2 separate regions of the Mus musculus genome follow, and region 1 is linked to region 2. The links are chromatin contacts, called in public Hi-C maps. All regions are on one chromosome and are shown on one strand. The core of a region is the stretch at or near the end of the contact, and the rest is flanking DNA. Distances in the headings are between cores, read along the strand shown. Region 1 holds the start of Snx19 (sorting nexin 19). Region 2 has its middle 310 kb from the start of Gm15521.

The links. A called contact is a pair of places that touch in the nucleus more often than the background predicts.
Region 1: a contact with region 2 is called in a Hi-C map of cortical neurons, with 2.5 times the contacts expected there. The contact joins the promoter of Snx19 here to the enhancer-like site in region 2. A contact is called at or near these places in 1 of 39 promoter capture datasets (hippocampal neurons), 1 of 484 Hi-C or Micro-C datasets (cortical neurons) and 3 of 115 datasets of contacts at active chromatin or transcription factors (embryonic limb bud and embryonic stem cells).

Annotation. Positions count from the first base shown.
Region 1 is chr9:30,425,861-30,429,532 of GRCm38.p6, reverse strand. Snx19 (sorting nexin 19) reads right to left here and starts at 2,204. Exons shown (of 11, transcript NM_028874.2): 1 at 277-2,204. The coding sequence starts at 1,965. Gm30933 (predicted gene, 30933) reads left to right here and starts at 2,555. Exons shown (of 3, transcript NR_169179.1): 1 at 2,555-2,666.
Region 2 is chr9:29,940,451-29,944,191 of GRCm38.p6, reverse strand. It overlaps a transcript of Ntm not described here. Among named protein-coding and RNA genes, the nearest start is that of Gm15521, 310 kb to the right of the region's middle. Within about 2 kb of position 1,826, at least 19 of the 459 cell types and tissues checked have an H3K27ac peak or open chromatin away from gene starts, as enhancers often do. A contact at or near this core is called in cortical neurons, where this site is marked.

The DNA.
Region 1 (3,672 bases), core at 955-3,454, 480 kb before region 2:
GAGAACCAATGAAAACGTTGAACCCCCTCCCCCAACCTCCACCCCCACCCCACCCCCCACCCCCGCACCCAGTCTTCTGACACTGAGTTTCTGGTGCTGTTTGTGTGGGTCTACCATAAGAGCTGATCCTGGCTTCCAAACGAGCTATACACCACTTTATTTAATTTATTTAATCAACACGGGATGCTCTTATCTGCCCTTGCAACAATCTGTTTACAGACTCTGCTTTCTAAACCCCATCCCCAAAGTGAGAAAGCACAGCCATCATCCTGTTACCTTCACAGTGTACAGTGTGTATGGGTGGAATCCAGTCCCACTGTGCTCTCGGGCAGTGATGGTGCCAGTGATTCGAAGGTTCTGGATGACAACCGGGCCGTCTGGACTGCTCAGGGACTCGAAGCTGAAGGTGGCTGAGCTGAGAGGACCAGGTGGAGAGGAGGAAAGAGGCACTGGGGGCATAGCAGGTTCAAGGGAGCACACACCACTGGCGAGATCTTTGTCTAAACATGAGGGCCGTAGGGGGCAGGGTTTTTCTGGTTCCTCCAGCAAAGCTGTAAGAGAGGTGTCATCTCCTTGCTCCACCTCCTTGTCTGCTGTGTCAATCTGGATCTCTGGGCAATTAAGCACGGAGACCAGCATGCCTGTCTCTGTGTCTGTCCCTGGGGCCTCCTCGGCCTCTGCTCCTTCCATACATTCAGATCCCTCGCCATCCTTAGGCTCCAGAGCCCCGGAGTCGTCTAGGGCACACAGAGCATCTTGAATCCTGTCAGAAAGGAAGTTGCCTGGGGTCATTAGCAGGATGGTTTCTTTGCTCAGTTCAGACAGTGGTGACTCCAGTTCTGAGTCTTCACATAAGAACAAGGGGCCTCGGATATCTGGCTGTAGAAAATGGGATGAGCTATTTCCTACTTTTTTTTCTTCGAGCATCCCAGGCAAATCTCCCTCTACAGCTTCATGGCCTTCTTCAATCTCTGGGGAAGGGGCTGGCTCACTGGAGGTCAAGTGTACTGGGGCTGTTGCTGGAGAAGATGCTTTTCCTACTGGCAGACTCTCTACTTCAACAATCAATGGCAGAGATGTGGGCACCGAGGGCTGCTCTAGGACACTGGATGAGCAGGGGGGTTTAGTTCCCTGTGCTGCATCATGTCTGTACTTGGAAAAGATACTCACAAGAATAAGGTGGATCCAGTCAGGATCTGATAGCTTGCTGATCAGTGGTAAGATGACATTGCAAGTAATAACTTCAACCACAACGTGGCGTCCAGTCCTCGTCTCCAGGTGGGGCTTGGGCACTAACTCTTTTAGTATCAAGTTCACAATGCCACGTGCATAAGTGACCTCCGTGGTGGGACAGCTCATGGCAGGATGGGGAGCTGTAACCTGGCAGTAAGCATCCCACAGCTGGGAGGGCTGAACTGGACAGCTCTGCTCCTTTGCAGTAGCCTCCTTTGCCTGAATATAGCTCTGCAGGTGACAACCACAGAGAGTCAGAACCCTCTGGGTAAGAGCATGGCTGTCCACTATGCTCATCCGCCTTCGAAGCTCCTGAACCAACCCTTTCATGGCTGCCTCCATCTCTGCCTCGAAGGCCGGCTCATGGCTCACAGAACGATACCAGGATAACACGAAGTCTCGGATAATCATCTGGATAGTGCGGTTAATCTCCTGTTCCAGCTGCCTTTCTGCCTCGGGACATGGAGGACAGGTGGTGATGGTAATGAATCGTTCCAGGTGCAATTGACCTGAAGCCCCTAGGATGGCAGTGGAGCCCAGCCATCCTCCCAGCGCTACCAGCGATGCACATAGAAGGATCAGAAGCCACATGTTGACCAGAAGGTGGATGACCAGTAGCCAGCCCACCAAGACCCCCACGATCATTAGCTTCCGGCTACTCCATAGATTGCTGTGGACATAACTGGACTCGGAGATAGTCCCCTGGGTAGGGGACACTGTTTGTGCCTTCATGGTTGAAAGGACAGGTATGTTTCCACAGATGACAGCCTCCGATTTTATTTTGGTGTCAGGAGTGGGAGCATGAACTGTCACCGAAGAGAACAAGTCCAGCTGCTACTGAGTGAACTCTGGACCTTCGATACTACTGGCACTGCAGAGCGACAGAAAAAGCTCTGCTTCTCCCGCTCGCTTCTGTCGACAGGGCCCATCAACTAGCCTGTTCCAGCCGAGATGAGGAAAACTTTGCCGGCCTCCATCATGGCCCAGGCGGAGAGTCTCTTCGCAGCCCCGCGCGGCCCACGGACACTTACGAACTCCGAAGCAGCAGCCGGCAGATCGGGTCACACGTCGCTGGGGGACCCGTGCTCAGACTGCGCCCCTGGGAACGAACTCTTGGGGGGGTGGGGATCCTTCCGACCGCCGCGGCCAGCAGCCACAACAAGCTCCGGCCGCCCAGGCCACTACACTCCGCAACTCCAAAGTGGACAGAGCAGCGGGCCGGCTAGCAGCCGGCGACAGCTTCCGGGTCGCGGCCTGCGGGAGCGGGGTACGCTGGGAGAGCGGCCTGGTGGATCGGAGCCACGGACGCCCCCTGGTGGTGAGGAGCGGTGGTGACGGTGGGCGTACACACCGCTCTGCTAAGCTGAGAACCCAGAGCCCGTGCTCACCTGGGCCAAAACGGATACTCGCCCAGGCTCTTTAAAGTGCTGTTTGTAAATATCTCTAGAGGTTTAGGGAAACTTTCCGTAATGAGCTTTGTTTTAATTCCCTTGGAGACGTACTGTTGGGAGCTAGATTGATGAGGGATTTTAAAAATTCTCCTTGCTTCTTCCAGAACGCCCCACCTCTACCCCCACTCCACCCCCCCCCCCGACCCCCCTCCCAACTCTACTCAATTCACAGTCCACCTCTTTTGTTTTCCGGAGTAGTCAAAGGTAAGTATTAAGATGTGGGGCAGGTTTCTAGAGAGTATTTCCTATGTTTAGTCACTGGCTTGAAGAGTGGGTCCTTGTAGCCCTTGAAGCTAATTGGGGGAATGAGTTTATTTGACGTAAATCAGCTTTCAGTAAAGCGAGTCCCTATAAGATATAGTGAATTGCAAAATCTTAAGTACGTTCTGGAATGATTTTAGTGAATCGCAATGGTTAAAGGGAACCCATTAAGAAGATAGCCTTCGTGCTGAATCTTGAAGACTTTTCTGCCTGTCGGCTTCCTTTTCTTCCCATGTGCATAGGCATGCAAGGCAGAGGAAGAGACGTCTTGTTTTTAGTTTACCCTCTAACACATTTGCCCCTGTCTGTGTTCTGCTTTGAACACATCTGCCAGTTGTCAACTCAAAAAGAGTGACCTACAAAGAAAGTCAGTATCTGAAAGTGGCACTGGCTATGTGTAGAAGCATTGATGTCTTCTTTGTGTGAAGCCTCCACCTTGGTCCTTCTGGACTCTGCAGTGTGGCTCTCCTTTCCATTTGGACACAGATGAATGCCATCGCTCTTTACCAGTCTGTCCTCTGCTGTAGCCTTGAAGGATTTAGGCAAATTCACCAAATAAAACAAAACAACCCAACAACAACAACAACAAAACAAAGCAACAAAAAGCAAAAACTAAAACAAAACAACCCCCAACCCGCAAAAAAAAAAAAAAAAAACCAAGCAAAATAAAACAACCCTGTACCAGAGAGATCTTACAGCTTCCTTTTCTGTCTCCACTGCTGGTGTC
Region 2 (3,741 bases), core at 577-3,076:
CTAATAAGCCCTTAGACTGATGCCAGGACTCCTCAATGGAAGGATGAAGCACCCTTCCTGGGTGATGGAGCTCACTTCCTGGATCTGGCACCTGGGCAGGTTTCACATAGCCCACAATGTACTTAGCCATGGTGACAGGCTGGTAGGGGAGTTTCTGTAGCTAACAGCTGCATCCTGGCAGAAGAATGTGAATGATAAGCTTTTAAAAAGGAATTAGCCAAAGCTGAGAATACTGGCCCAGCTTCAGGGAAGTGGAGAGTGTGAGGCAGGAGAAACTTCCGGGTTTGATTCGCCAGTGGTGCCAGGTCTCCTGCGAGCCTCCGTACTTCTCATTGTCCTTGCCAGACTTCCAGCCTTGATGTGCTCTCCTGCCCAGGCTTCCAGAGTCCCAGGGATAACATGTAAAATTATTCCCTTTCTTCCCCACTTCCTGATCCGCTTGTGCGTATGTAAATGACTGGAAAAGCAGTTTGGGGCTTATTTCTGAAGCTTAAGAGCTTCGTGAGAAGCCTATTATTGAAAAATCAGAAACTGAAAAGCAACTTCTTAGACAATGAATTAGCAGCTCAGTGGCGGTGTGTAATGCTGAGTGCGCTGTAACTGGCTGCATTACAAGTAGGATCTCCCCTGGGTTTCAGTAATCAAACACGTGGCAACAGGTTGTCTGTTTCAACAGAGAGTGAGTAATCAAAGGAGATTTGCAGTTAATCCAAATATAACAGAGAAGCATCCCAGGGAAGCCCCGGAAACGGGGAAGCCAGCAGGAGGGAGAGGGGTACACCAGGGCGCCCTGATTTGGAGCTCCACCCTGTGCGAGAGCTTGGGAGCAAAAGGTTGATCCGTCTGCACACCTGAATAATCAGCCACCCAAAGGACGACGGGAAAAGAGGCTCAGCTTTCTGTGGCAGCAAAACACAGATAAAATTATCTTCGGCGTTTGGCCCCTCAGCAAACGATGGAAAAGTTTAGAGGGAATTAACTAGCATTCAGAGATTTGCTTCAGGCTTCCGAGGCCTCTACTGGATTGAAGTTGGGGTGGGAAGTCTTGCTTTGACTAGGAGGGCTTAGAATAGTGAGGTTCTAGAAGGATGTGTTCTCCAGCGCTCGAAAGAGATGGGTGAGTTCGGATGTGTGGCTCTGGGTTTCCTAAAGTGTGGTACCCAGTAGGCAACATCAGGACTACAGTGTCTTGGGGGGTCTGGGGAGCTACTGCAGTCCTCTTGTCTATGCAATGCAGGTATTAGAACTCCCTAATGCTCTGCATGGAGATGTTAATACCTTCAGGCGGCTGGAGGACAGTTGGAGTTTGCAGAACCTTGGCTGATGAGATTATCTGGAAGCCAGAGACAACAGGTGGAGCTTAGGGTCCTTGTGTGTGACTGTCACATACTGTCACAACTGCCTGTAGGGCCAGACTGAGATCCAGAGGACACATAGGTGCTGATCCACCCTGTGGTATCTTCCTAACCACATGCGGCATTGGGGTGGGGGTGGGGGAACAGAATAGTTATTACCCATGTGCTAGCACTGTGTGCCAGGAGCTGGTAAATGTTTTATGTGTGATATTTTATTTAATCCTTCTCGAAACCTTGGAAGGTACATATTGTAGAAATTATTTCATTGCTGTGAAAATTTTGTCCAGAAAAGGTCAAACCACTGGGGTCTTTCTAAAGCCTATGCTGTTTTTGCTACCCTACATAGCCTCCCTGACAGATGCACTCTCTGTCCCTGGGATGCCTTGGCACAGCCTCCCTGCCACATGTGCTCCCCGTCCCCAGGATGCCTTGGGTGCCGCAAAGCGACTAGCAGCCTGGCAGGGGCCCAGCCTTGTACTGCCAGCCCTCCCCCACACCACCCGACTCCTCGCTTCATGTTAATTTCCCACCTGAGTACTGAGTACTTTATAAATAGCAAATCTAAAATGAATTTTCTACCAGCGATCATTAGCTCCCTTGACATCCATTAAACATTCTCGCAAGCAGAGCGGGGTGACAAAAGGGATTGATTTTTTACAGTATGCTTAATAGGGGAAAAGAAAGAAAGGTGTTGACAAGTCCTTTTTTTTTTTCTCCTGTCCTGATATCACGAGGAATTTGAAATCAGTCAAATGACTTTTATCTAGAAGAAGAAGAAGAAGAAGAAGAAGAAGAAGAAGAAGAAGAAGAAGAAGAAGAAGAAGAAGAAGAAGAAGAAGAAGAAGAAGGAGGAGGAGAATGGGAGGACTGACTAGGGGTGGCGGTTAGGATAGTGACACAGAGGAGTGTCCCCACACCCTGCTCAGCTCATTCTATATCCCTGACAGGTAAACATAAAATTAGTTACCTAGTGCCAGCCACCGAGATGAATATGTCAGATTTAATGCTTCAAAATTTATAGGGTCCTAGCTAGGGGAGGGAGTGGAGGAGACCCTGGGGGAGGAAAGAATGTGGTATTGGAGTGGAAGGAAAAATAACCAATCTTCTCCAGAAGCCACTGGAAACACAGATGTGTTGATGCAGCTGAAGTCCAAGGAGGCGAGCATGTGAGGTGCCATGGCTGGGAATTTAACTTTGATTTCAATTTTCATATTTGTCAGCAATAATTAGATTCAAGAACTGTTTTGCCACTGTTCCAAAATACTAATAAGTAAAGGCCTTTGTAGTGTTGTTTATGGAGTCTCTCTTTTATTTTTTCTTTTCCTAGTGGTTTAGGAAAATCCCATTAAATAGAAAAGTCATACCATATCACAGTGCTTTGTCATGCACCGAATCTGCTGTTTCTGCTGCTGCTGCTGGAATAGCCCAAGGACCAGGGCCCTCTGTGTAACCACTGGGCCCCTCGATAGAAAGGCATTTGGGACTTCCACAGCCTCAGCTATCTGTCATTTCTGGCCTGCATCGGACATTTTCGATTATTGTGGGGATAAGGAAAGGGGATCCAAATATTCATTGAGGTATGGTATCCCAGGAGTGGGGTGAACTTCAGTCTATATGACCCTCAGAGTAATTCACAAAGAGGGGAGGACACTGATAAGCCAGCAGGGATCTGAAATCTGGTTCCTTTCCCTCATCAGACAGTCTTTATTAATTCCAAGCTGGTAAGGTTGATTCTGGGCATTTAACACATTCTCCATCAGTTCCCATCGATGATTCCAACTGGAGGAAAGTACAGTCGTCCATGTGGGAGACTAGGTGTGGGCGGTATGACAAAGAAGTCCCAGCCCTCAACTGTGAGATCTTCCTCCCAATTCTTCCACAACCCTGGAAGCCTAGAAAGCTAACGACTCAGAGATCAGGAGATCAGCATTGGAGGAAAAATAACAAGGGCTACTATTTTAAGCAACTTTTCCTTGGTGTGTCTATGCCTTTTTGATAGCCCAAAAAGCTTCCTGAAATTCAATGAGGGGCTTGCCTTCAATAATGAAAGGGCAAGTAGAGGCACAAATGTATTTAACTGTTTATTTATTCATTATTTATTTATTTATTTATTTATTTATTTATTTATTTATTTATTGAGACAGGGCTTCTCTGTAACTGTATTTATTTATTTATTTATTTATTTATTTATTTATTTATTTATTTATTTATTGAGACAGGGCTTCTCTGTATAGCCCTGGCTGTCCTGGAACTCACTTTGTAGACCAGGCTGGCCACGAACTCAGAAATCTGCCTGCCTCTGCCTCCCGAGTGCTGGGATTAAAGGCATGTGCCCCTTAAAAAGACAGTCCACCAGAAGGGGAAGGGCCTAAGGCAGCCACACCGC